Regions from separate parts of the Mus musculus genome. Here region 2 is linked to region 1. The links are chromatin contacts, called in public HiChIP or PLAC-seq maps. All regions are on one chromosome and are shown on one strand. Each heading gives the region's core, a stretch centred on a gene start, on an enhancer-like site or on the middle of the called end of the contact. The rest is flanking DNA. Distances are from core to core; before and after follow the strand shown.

Region 1 (4,734 bases), core at 1,235-3,734:
GGAAAGAGAGAAAATTTAGACACACACACACACACACACTGAGTAGATGAAGCAAAAGGCAGACTCCAATAACTTCATACATGCAAATGCATATGTACATATATACATGCACATATACATGCATACATATAGACCTGCAGACAGACAGAAATATATACATTCACACATAGAATGGACACTAAGTTTCCAACATGCTAGTTTCAAGCATTTCCCACTAACACACACGCATACACATACACACACACATATATACACATATGAACATATATACATATACACATATACACACATAATCATGTGCACACACACACACACACACACACACACACACACACACACACACACACACACCTGGAAGGTGGATGGAACAACTTTCCAACACATACCTACACAAGCTCTACATACATACATACATACATACATACATACATATATACATATTAGATGGATGGAACAAAGTTCCAACAGCTTTATTTTTTTCTCTTACAGCTTATATATCAAAAAGTTTTCAAGCAGTATAAAACTGCAATGTGATTATGTTCTAGTTTTCTTCTAGTGAATGACGTGGAAAAAAAAGTATGTCCCCCTAATACCTTTACAAAATACCATTACGTAGTACAGGTAAAACATTTTCAAATTGAACTTAGAAAGTCAGTGATTTCTGGTTTTCTAAGAAAAGGAATGAAAAGCAAATGTCTAGGCCGTCTTCTTTCAACCAGCATAAGGCAAAGATCCTTTGCTCTAATTCTGAAAAAGGGAACCTGATGGTCCTCAATTTTCTCAAACTTTGAACCTAGTCTACTTGGTACAGTCTCACTTTGAAACTCTGTATAGGCCTGGCATGGGTTGCGTCTGCTAATAAACACCATGGCATGGCCAGAGACTTCTATCAGGAATAACCAGAGAAAAAAATCCCATCACACTGGAAACCCCAGTAGTATTTAAAAGGTTTTTTTTTTCTTTTTGGGAAGATGTGTAATCCATGGCTCCGCACTTACAGACCCTCATCAGCAGGGTAGACAGGTACATTTGCTCAGAGCAATGGGGAGCTAAAGAGACAGATTTACAATGAGACTTTTGGTGATGTCAAAGTTACTATCCAACCGCTGGGTCAACTGGTATGCCTGTCACTGTTTAATAAAGACAAGAAGCCAATCACTGGGCGAGAAGGAGGTGGGCCTTCCGGGTCTGAGAGCAGAAGAGGGAAGGCAGGAGGAAGGGAATTCCTTTTGGACGATGAGAGAAAGGCAACCTAGATATGGGTCGGGCCAGTTAGTTCGGGTGGCAGAATCTACCAGTATCTGCCACTAGAAGATTTCTAACAGAATAATTGGTGAATTTAGGATGGTAAATTCTGTGCCCAATGATTGTGTTATCTGTTGATTCTAAACTAAGATTGGTGTTTTCCAGCTCTCGGCCATTCAGCTGAGCACCAGGGAAAGGTAAGCACAGTGAAGCATTGGGTTGGTGAGAGTGTACCCCCAACTAGCTGTGGAAATTTGGGAGTACAGATCAGGTTTCTGTTTGTTAGGAGTAATCCGTTCCGATTTAATCTCCTACTGAAGCCTAAAATTAACTAAGACAGAAATGGCCTTATGCCTGAGTCTCATGTCATTCATACCTCTCCCACTAGAATATGGTTGGCCCCAGGGCCTCCTAAGCTGTTGCTTGCCCAGGAGGCACTTGTGTGTGCCCAGGTGCCTTTGTAACTTAGCTCCACTCATCTCCCAAATAAACCCGGAGGAAGCAAGACATCTTTTGAATTGCTTGGTATGGAAGGTGTGATAAGTCAAATCTTCGAAGATTGAGTCTCCAGAAGGGGCTGCTGCTCATTATGTCAAGAGGCTGATCTTGTACCTGAACCTTGCATGTTCCAGGGATAGCAAGCTGAGCAGGTGAGGTCAGGCCCCATAGTGAGGAGGGCTGAGGTTTCCTGTGGGGAATGGTCAAGTGGAAGTGCAAGTATAGAATACAGAAGGGAAATGAGGAATCAGAGAAGCTGGAATTTCATTAGCTTTTGCTCCTCTGTTGGGCAGGTCAACAGATACAAAATACAACTGTTATGTGGTTAAGAGGGTGAGGAATTCAGGATGACTGCACGGTCTGAGATGCACCCTGTAGATTTATCCTCCCCATTTCTTGGCCATCTCCTTTAATTGGCCAATGTCTTCACCTGGATGGGACTCGGATGCACTCCCTAAGAGGCAAGCCACAGACACCACAATCTCCTAAAATCTAGGGAGGGCAACAGAAACTAAAGAACAGAACACTCCCCTCCCCCCAACCAAGACAATACCAGATATCAACACCTAAAATTACATTCACCTCTTACAAAGACACCAGCATAAAAACATAATCAATAATATTCAGGACAATATGTCTCCACCAAAGCCCAGGAACCCTCTTACAGAAGACTCTAAGAAATGCAGTATAGCTGAAGCACAAGGCAAGGACCCCAAAGTAGCCATCATGAGTATGTTCACGGAACTGAAAAGAGGATGTGAATAAATCCATTCATAAAATCTATGAACAGTCAAACAACGAAAACTGTTCAAGACATGAAAATGAAAGTAAAATCACTAAGCAAAATACAAACGAATCTAAAACTGGAAGTGAAAAACTTAGGAAGTCAACAAAACAATCATAGACCTGCTTTACCAACAGAGTATGAGACAGACTTTGGGCATTGAAGAAAAGGTAGAAGAAATGGATGCCCCTGTCAAAAGAATGTTAAATCTAAAATTCCAAGCACAACACATTTAGGAAATCTTGGATACTTTTGAAAGATCAAATCTATGAATAACAGGAAAGGAAGAATGAGAAGAAACCTAGGTCAAAGGCACAGAAAATATTGCCAAAATATCATAGAAGAAAATGTCCCTAAATCAAAGAAAGCACCTCTCAAGGTACCAGAAACCCACAGAACATCAAATAGACTGGACCAGAAAAGGTAGTCCTATCATCACATAATAATCAAAACATGAAATGTACAGAACAAAGAAAGAATATGAAAATCTGCAAGGAAAAAGGTAAGTAACATATATAAAGATGAAAAAAAAAAGATATTGCAAGCAAAGGGGCCCAAGGAGCAAGCATGTATAGCCATTTTACTATCTGGCAAAATAAAACTTAAAACCAAAAGTAATCCAGAGACATAGAGGACACTACACACTCATTAAAGGAGAAATCCACCAAAAGGACATTGGAATTCTAAACATTTATGCACTAAACACAAGGGTAACCAAGTTCATAAAAGAAACACTACTACAAATAAAATCACATATTGACTCTCACACAGTGATAGTGGAATGACTTCAGTATTGCCCATCCAGACAAGAACTAAACAGAGAAATGCTAGAACTAACTTGTTTTAAGTAAAATGAACTTAAAAGATATATACAAAACATTTTACCCAAATACCAAAGAATATATCTTAGTAACTCATGAAACATTTTCAAAATCGACTACAGACCACAGAGCACTGAGAGAAATAGACTCTAGTCCAGTCTATTTGATGTTCGATGTGCTTCTTGAATACAAAGAATTTCTCAAAAGATATAAGAAAAGTGAAATAACAGATGCATCCTGTCTGACCACATGGAATAAAGCTGGAACTCAACAAGAACAGGAAAAACAGAAAGTTTATAAACTCATGGAAACAGAACAGCTTCTCAATACTGAATGATAAATGGGTCAAGACAGAAATTAGGAAAGAAATTATGAACTTTGTAGAATTGATTGAAAATAAAAACACTCATACCCAATCTTTGGTAACACAATAAATACAGTTCCAAGAGGCAAATTCATAGTACTAAATGCCTACATTAAAAATATTGGAGTGATCTCATAATAATAGGTTAATGGCATACCTAAACACTCTTGAACTAAAAGAAGAGATCACACCGCAAAAAGTGGGTGGCAAGAAATAATCAAATTTGTGTTGGGAAATTAGTAAAATAGAGACAATAAAAATAATAACCAAGAATCAATGAGACAAAGAGTTGGCTCTTTAAGAAAACCAGTAAGGTTGACAATCTGTTAACCAAATTGAACATGGAGAGAGGAGAGTCAAATTAACAAAATTAGAAAAGAAAAGAGGCATATAACAGCCAGCAAGGAAGCCCAGGGAATCATAAGGACAAATTTTGAAAATTTGTACTCCACCAGACTGGAAAATCTAAAAGAAATGGATATTTTTTTCTTGATACATACCACTTACTTACCACTTAGTCAAATCAGATCAGATAAGCAATGCCAACAGAAATATAATCCCTAGTGAAGAATAAGCCGCAATTAAGTCTCTCAGAAATAAAAGCACAGGGCCAGATTGTTTTAGCACAAAATTTTATCAGAATTTCAAAGAATAATTAATGCCAATATTCCTCAAATTATTCTACAAAATATAAACAGAAGGAATACTACCAAATTCCTTTTATGAACCCAGACTTACCCTAATACTTAAACAATATGAAGACCCTACAAAGAAAGAGAATTACAGACTAAAATTCTTAATTAAATACTTGGAAACCAAATCCAAGAACACATCAAAAACATCACCCAAGTAGTTATTTTCCCATAGATACAGGGAAGAATTCAAAATACATAAATTGATAAATGCAATGTACCATATTAACAGACTGAAAGACAAAAATCACATTAGATGTAGAGAGGAGTTTTGACAAAATTCAACAACACCGCATGATAAAAGCCCTGCTGCAATAGGGATACAAGGGA
Region 2 (4,734 bases), core at 686-3,185, 75 kb after region 1:
CTTATCCTTTGACTCATGTAAGTATGATCCTCTGCTATACATCAGTGCCTTTCTCAAGGATGAGAAATCCCATAGACTTGTGTCCCAGTCTCAGTGGAGAGATTGAGTCCAAATGTGGATATTCCATTACTATCCTGGTTGTACTTTCAAATTCTTGTTTTCCATTCCTCCAACTGCCTTTTCCTTACCTATATCCCCTTTCCTCCTTCAATTGTTAAAGCTTCCAATCATCTCTACAAACTTGTGTTTGGCTCATGCTGGACCCTCTTACTTATATGCAATGATTAAAGTGGCTTCTTAAAGTTTTAATTGGCATCTAGCTTTGCCTTTGACAGAGACCCTTGGAGGCATCAGATACAGAGGTGTGAGTGATGAAAGGGGGATCTCGGACTGGTTTCTAAAGCATCTGAATCATGGGATTGAACCTGATGAGGCTACTGAAAATGTGTGTCTAGGCCTGTGTGTTCTGCCTGTCAAGGTCCCAACCAAACTGAAGCCATTTTGAATAAAACTTCCATTTTCAATAGGGGCTCAAAGAAGTTTAATATCCCAAGACCTCCCTGAAATCCTGTTTGACATGAACGCTTGGCAAGTTGTCCCACTACAGATGAATAAAGCCGCAAATGAGAATAGAATAGTATACCACGAAGAAATGTTCCTAGGAAAGTCCCCTGTCCCTGAATCGTGATGGGTAGGAAATCAAACTGTAACTTGACAAAAACCCCACAAATGTGGCTTTTGTGATTTATTTTTATACTTAAAAGCTCTGTAATTTTTTGGCTTACAGTCACAGTTCAACTCCCAAGTCTGTTTTGCATCCCTGATCAATCAGTAGTGGCTTGATAGCAATAATCATTTATTTCCTGAACTGACTTTTCAGTTGTGTTGGATCACAAGCAGACCCTGAAACACCTCTTTTTCACCATTGCCCATAACAATAGCCTCCCATGATGTAATTCTCATATGTGGTCAGGATGTAAAACACAGATGTGATTATATATGTCCTCATCTTAATAAACTGTTTATGGGGGTGCCCCCTAGACTAAAAGAGAAAAAGAAACCCCAGTGTGAGAATTAATTTGGGTAGATCAACACACTCAGTCTCTGAATCATAGGATTTGGTATTTTTTCAAATGTCAGTGGAGATATAGCTGAATGCTTTCAGAGGAAAAGACCAAGGTCTCACAACCACACTATGGACTGTTACTCATTCCTGAAAACAATATACCTAGCCATATAAAGACATCCAAGAACCTTATGTGTATATTACTGAATTAAAAGGGCCATTCTATGCAATTAAAGTGATTTGACATTATAAAAAAGGTGAAACTACAAAGAGAAAAGATCAGTGGTTGGCAGGGTTGTGAGACTGATGACAGATGTCTCAGCAGAGCACAGAAGGCTTCAGCATAATGACTTTTGCTCTGCTCGATGATGCACAATGTTGGACACACATCCTCATCCAGTTGTTCCAACCCATAGATAATTAGGAATATCCAACATTGCAAAGCATATTAGCTATTTTACTTGTTGCTGTGTCAAAATAACTTAGAAAAGCAATTTAAGGAAAGAGGAATTCAGTTTTGACGCTCACGACTCAAGGTTATAGTCCATCATAATGTCAGGAACTTGAGGCAAGTGGGAACTTTGCATCCACATTTGGGAAGAAGAAAGCAAAGTATTTTCGGCTCAAATTCTTCTTTTTACTCATTTAAGACCCCAGCCCATGGAATGAGGCTGCCCTCTCTGGATAAGTATTGTTATCTCAATTAACCTAATCAACAGGTGTGGTTCATCTCCCACGTGATTCTAGAATCCATCAAGTTGAACATGTGAATCATCCCTCATGTATCACTCTGTTGTGGTTTCTCTTAGGCTCTGCCTTCTCATTTGTGTTTGTGGTCACTCTCTGGGCAAAGAGAATGTGATGACATTCAACCTTGGTGTGCACTACTCGAATCGAAATCACTGGGTGGACTTTAGTGTGCACATTAGATCAGTATGTTATATGAAAGGGAAAAATGCAAATAATGAGGAGATAAAAATTTAGATGACTTAGTTTCAGAACTAGAGAAGGGGCCCACATCAGCTTCATGACTAATAATGTCTATAGCTCACGTGTTGGAGTTGGTCTGGTGTTGGTGTATTTTCACACACATCAACCAGCTTTTGTTGTGCAAACCTTGCTTTAGTTAATGGGTCAATAAAAGGCTAAATCATATGATTGGGCGGTAGAGAGAGGAAGATGAACCTTCCTCATAGGGAGAAAGGAACTCTGGTGAGAATAAAAAGAAAGGCTTTTCACAAAGAGACACGAGCTGGGAGATGGATATGACTACAGGGCTAGAAAGTATAGCTAGCCACCTGCTGGATAAGTGATCAGGTTAACTAGATGAGCTAGTTGAGTGTATGCCCAGCCAAGGCATAGGCTTTGAGATATTATAAGGTCTTTCTGTGGTTATTTGGGGAAGTAGCTGTTTAAGGAGCAACTGTGTCTGTATTAATTTCCAGCATTAATTGATATATACAGAATATTAATCTCCTTTTACACTCACAAGACCAGTTAAAACTTGTCCTGTTCTGTTCAAGAACACTATAGCATAGGAGTGGAATGTTCAAGCACCTCAGAGCAGGATAAAGGATGTGGAGGAAGAGGAAAAACAATAGTGGAAAGGTCACTTGGAAAATCAGGAAAGTCCAAACTGAAGGACTAAATGTCACCACTGAAGAAAATAGAATAAGCTCTGTGTATGTTTGGCTGTGTAGAGGATAGTGTACTAATGACTCCTTGGGGAGAGTTTTGGGGTATATTGGACTGGAAGTCAAACTCCATGGAATGATGAAAGAACCAGAAGTGAGATTAAGTCATGGTTCCTAGAAGCAACTGGAATAGAAGGATGAAACAATAAGGTAGTACTCCAGGCACCACCAATAAAGGAAACATGATTAAACATTTAAATACAGGGCAGAGTGAGCATACTTATAAGAATAAGAACATGACTCCAGTGGATTAGAAAATATTAAAGACAGAGAGAGGGGCACATAGAGGACTTGTGTCAGGGAGATGGGCACTCCTCCATGGGCAGGATAAAGGAAACTCCCAAAACTCTTCCTTCCACAGTGAGCTGCCTTGAGATAGATGGCTCCTAAGCCTCTTTACCTACTCATGTTTCTCCACTGAGAGACAGGGGTGATGTTCATTTACGATTTCCTGGAGTAATGACCTTGACACACACCTGACACCTCAAAGATGGCTCCCATGAATTGCTTATGATGCTCCCATCTGAGTGCCTGAATCCATCTACAGTTTCTTGGTGGTCTTCCCTTTTTCTTCAAGCAGAGCAGCATAGACTTTGGAGTTGGTGATATGTGGGCTCAGACTGCATGTTTACTCTTTGATGCACAGGTGCTAGTCTCATGAGTTCCTATCTCACAGACCCGTGTGCTGATGACTTTGACATCCATGGGGGGCACGTTGCTTTAACTGAAGATATAAAGCAACAAAAACCCACCTGGACCAGATTTCAGATGTGCTGTGCAAGAAGCAGAGTTGTGTTTTTCAAAAGCAGCCATGTCTTTTGAAAGTCTGAGGTGTGGTTCTTTTGCTGAAACACTTTTTTTTTCTTAAGGATTTATTTATTATATGTAAGTACACTGTAGCTGTACTTCAGACACACCAGAAGAGGGTGTCAGATCTCGTTATGGATGGTTGTGAGCCACCATGTGGTTGCTGGGTTTTGAACTCCGGACCTTTGGAAGAGCAGTCGGGTACTCTTACCCACTGAGCCATCTCACTAGTCCGCTGAAACACTTTTGAAGGTAGATCATACCTATTTAGATTTAAGAGCAGTGCTAAGGAAGAAAGAGATGAGAGAGAGACAGAGAGAAAGAGAGAGTCAGAGAGAGGAAGAGAGAGAGAGAGAATTAGAGAGAGAGAGAGAGAGAGAGAGAGAGATGCCAGACTGCATAGTGCCAAGGCAGAGCCCTTTGAGGCAAATGGCAAATGGAAGAGGGAAGAGATGGATATCCAAGGCAGGCAAAGGAAAAGTCAAAGATGGCTGTTGTTCTGAAGGAGACTAGCCAGGAGGTGACAGGAATACTCAGCTGTTTCTTCTGTCACAGATGCACAGGTTCTACATGAGGTACCCTTATTGGTTCCTTTTCTAGAGATTTACTGGCTTTCTTAGCATATGTTGACATTTCCAGTTAAAACAAACAAATAAAACCAAAAATGGAAAAGTATTTCTTGAGGGATTTTCTATGCTCTTTTGCTGCCAAATAAGTGCAGGGCATTTCTATGCCAGCTCTAGCCAGTGTTGGAGGTTTAACTGTTAGATAAACTGACTTGTGAAAGGCACCGAGTTTAAACACTAGCACTTCAACATACAACAAACAACCCCTTCCTTAAATCTTTTGCTTTCTTTCTTCACCAGTCTCTCCATTCAATTTTGAAACCTGTTTCTGCACAATGTTGACCTTAAATCACATGCTCTCAAGGCTCCATGACTGTGCTCCTGGCCCACATGTCCCTTTCCAGGTCCCCACAATGTTCTCAATGAAAATCCCCAGGTATAAGGGATTTCTTTTTATAGCTCTCTACCATCACACCCGCCAGATAATTTCTCACAAAAAGAAGGGATGCAAACAGCTCCCAGAGTCTCTTCTCCTAAATTACTACTATGAATTCCTTTATATTTTACAGCCACTTATCATCTTTGGATTCAGGTTCCGTTG

What was found. HiChIP or PLAC-seq counts read pairs in DNA pulled down with a chosen protein or histone mark.
Region 2: a contact with region 1 is called in a BATF HiChIP or PLAC-seq map of CD8 T cells, with 127 read pairs. The contact joins two enhancer-like sites. A contact is called at or near these places in 2 of 39 promoter capture datasets (the C10 cell line and hippocampal neurons), 3 of 15 datasets of contacts at CTCF or cohesin (CD8 T cells, large pre-B cells and pro-B cells), 5 of 484 Hi-C or Micro-C datasets (B cells, the G1E-ER4 cell line, centrocytes and 2 more), 4 of 115 datasets of contacts at active chromatin or transcription factors (CD8 T cells, effector CD8 T cells, large pre-B cells and 1 more) and 4 of 9 other capture datasets (adipose tissue, embryonic stem cells, liver and 1 more).

What each region holds. Positions count from the first base shown.
Region 1 is chr13:32,905,882-32,910,615 of GRCm38.p6, forward strand. It overlaps a transcript of Serpinb1c not described here. Among named protein-coding and RNA genes, the nearest start is that of Serpinb1c, 10 kb to the left of the region's middle. Within about 2 kb of position 2,485, at least 26 of the 459 cell types and tissues checked have an H3K27ac peak or open chromatin away from gene starts, as enhancers often do. A contact at or near this core is called in CD8 T cells, where this site is marked.
Region 2 is chr13:32,980,951-32,985,684 of GRCm38.p6, forward strand. No RefSeq gene overlaps it. Among named protein-coding and RNA genes, the nearest start is that of Serpinb6b, 18 kb to the left of the region's middle. Within about 2 kb of position 1,936, at least 9 of the 459 cell types and tissues checked have an H3K27ac peak or open chromatin away from gene starts, as enhancers often do. A contact at or near this core is called in CD8 T cells, where this site is marked.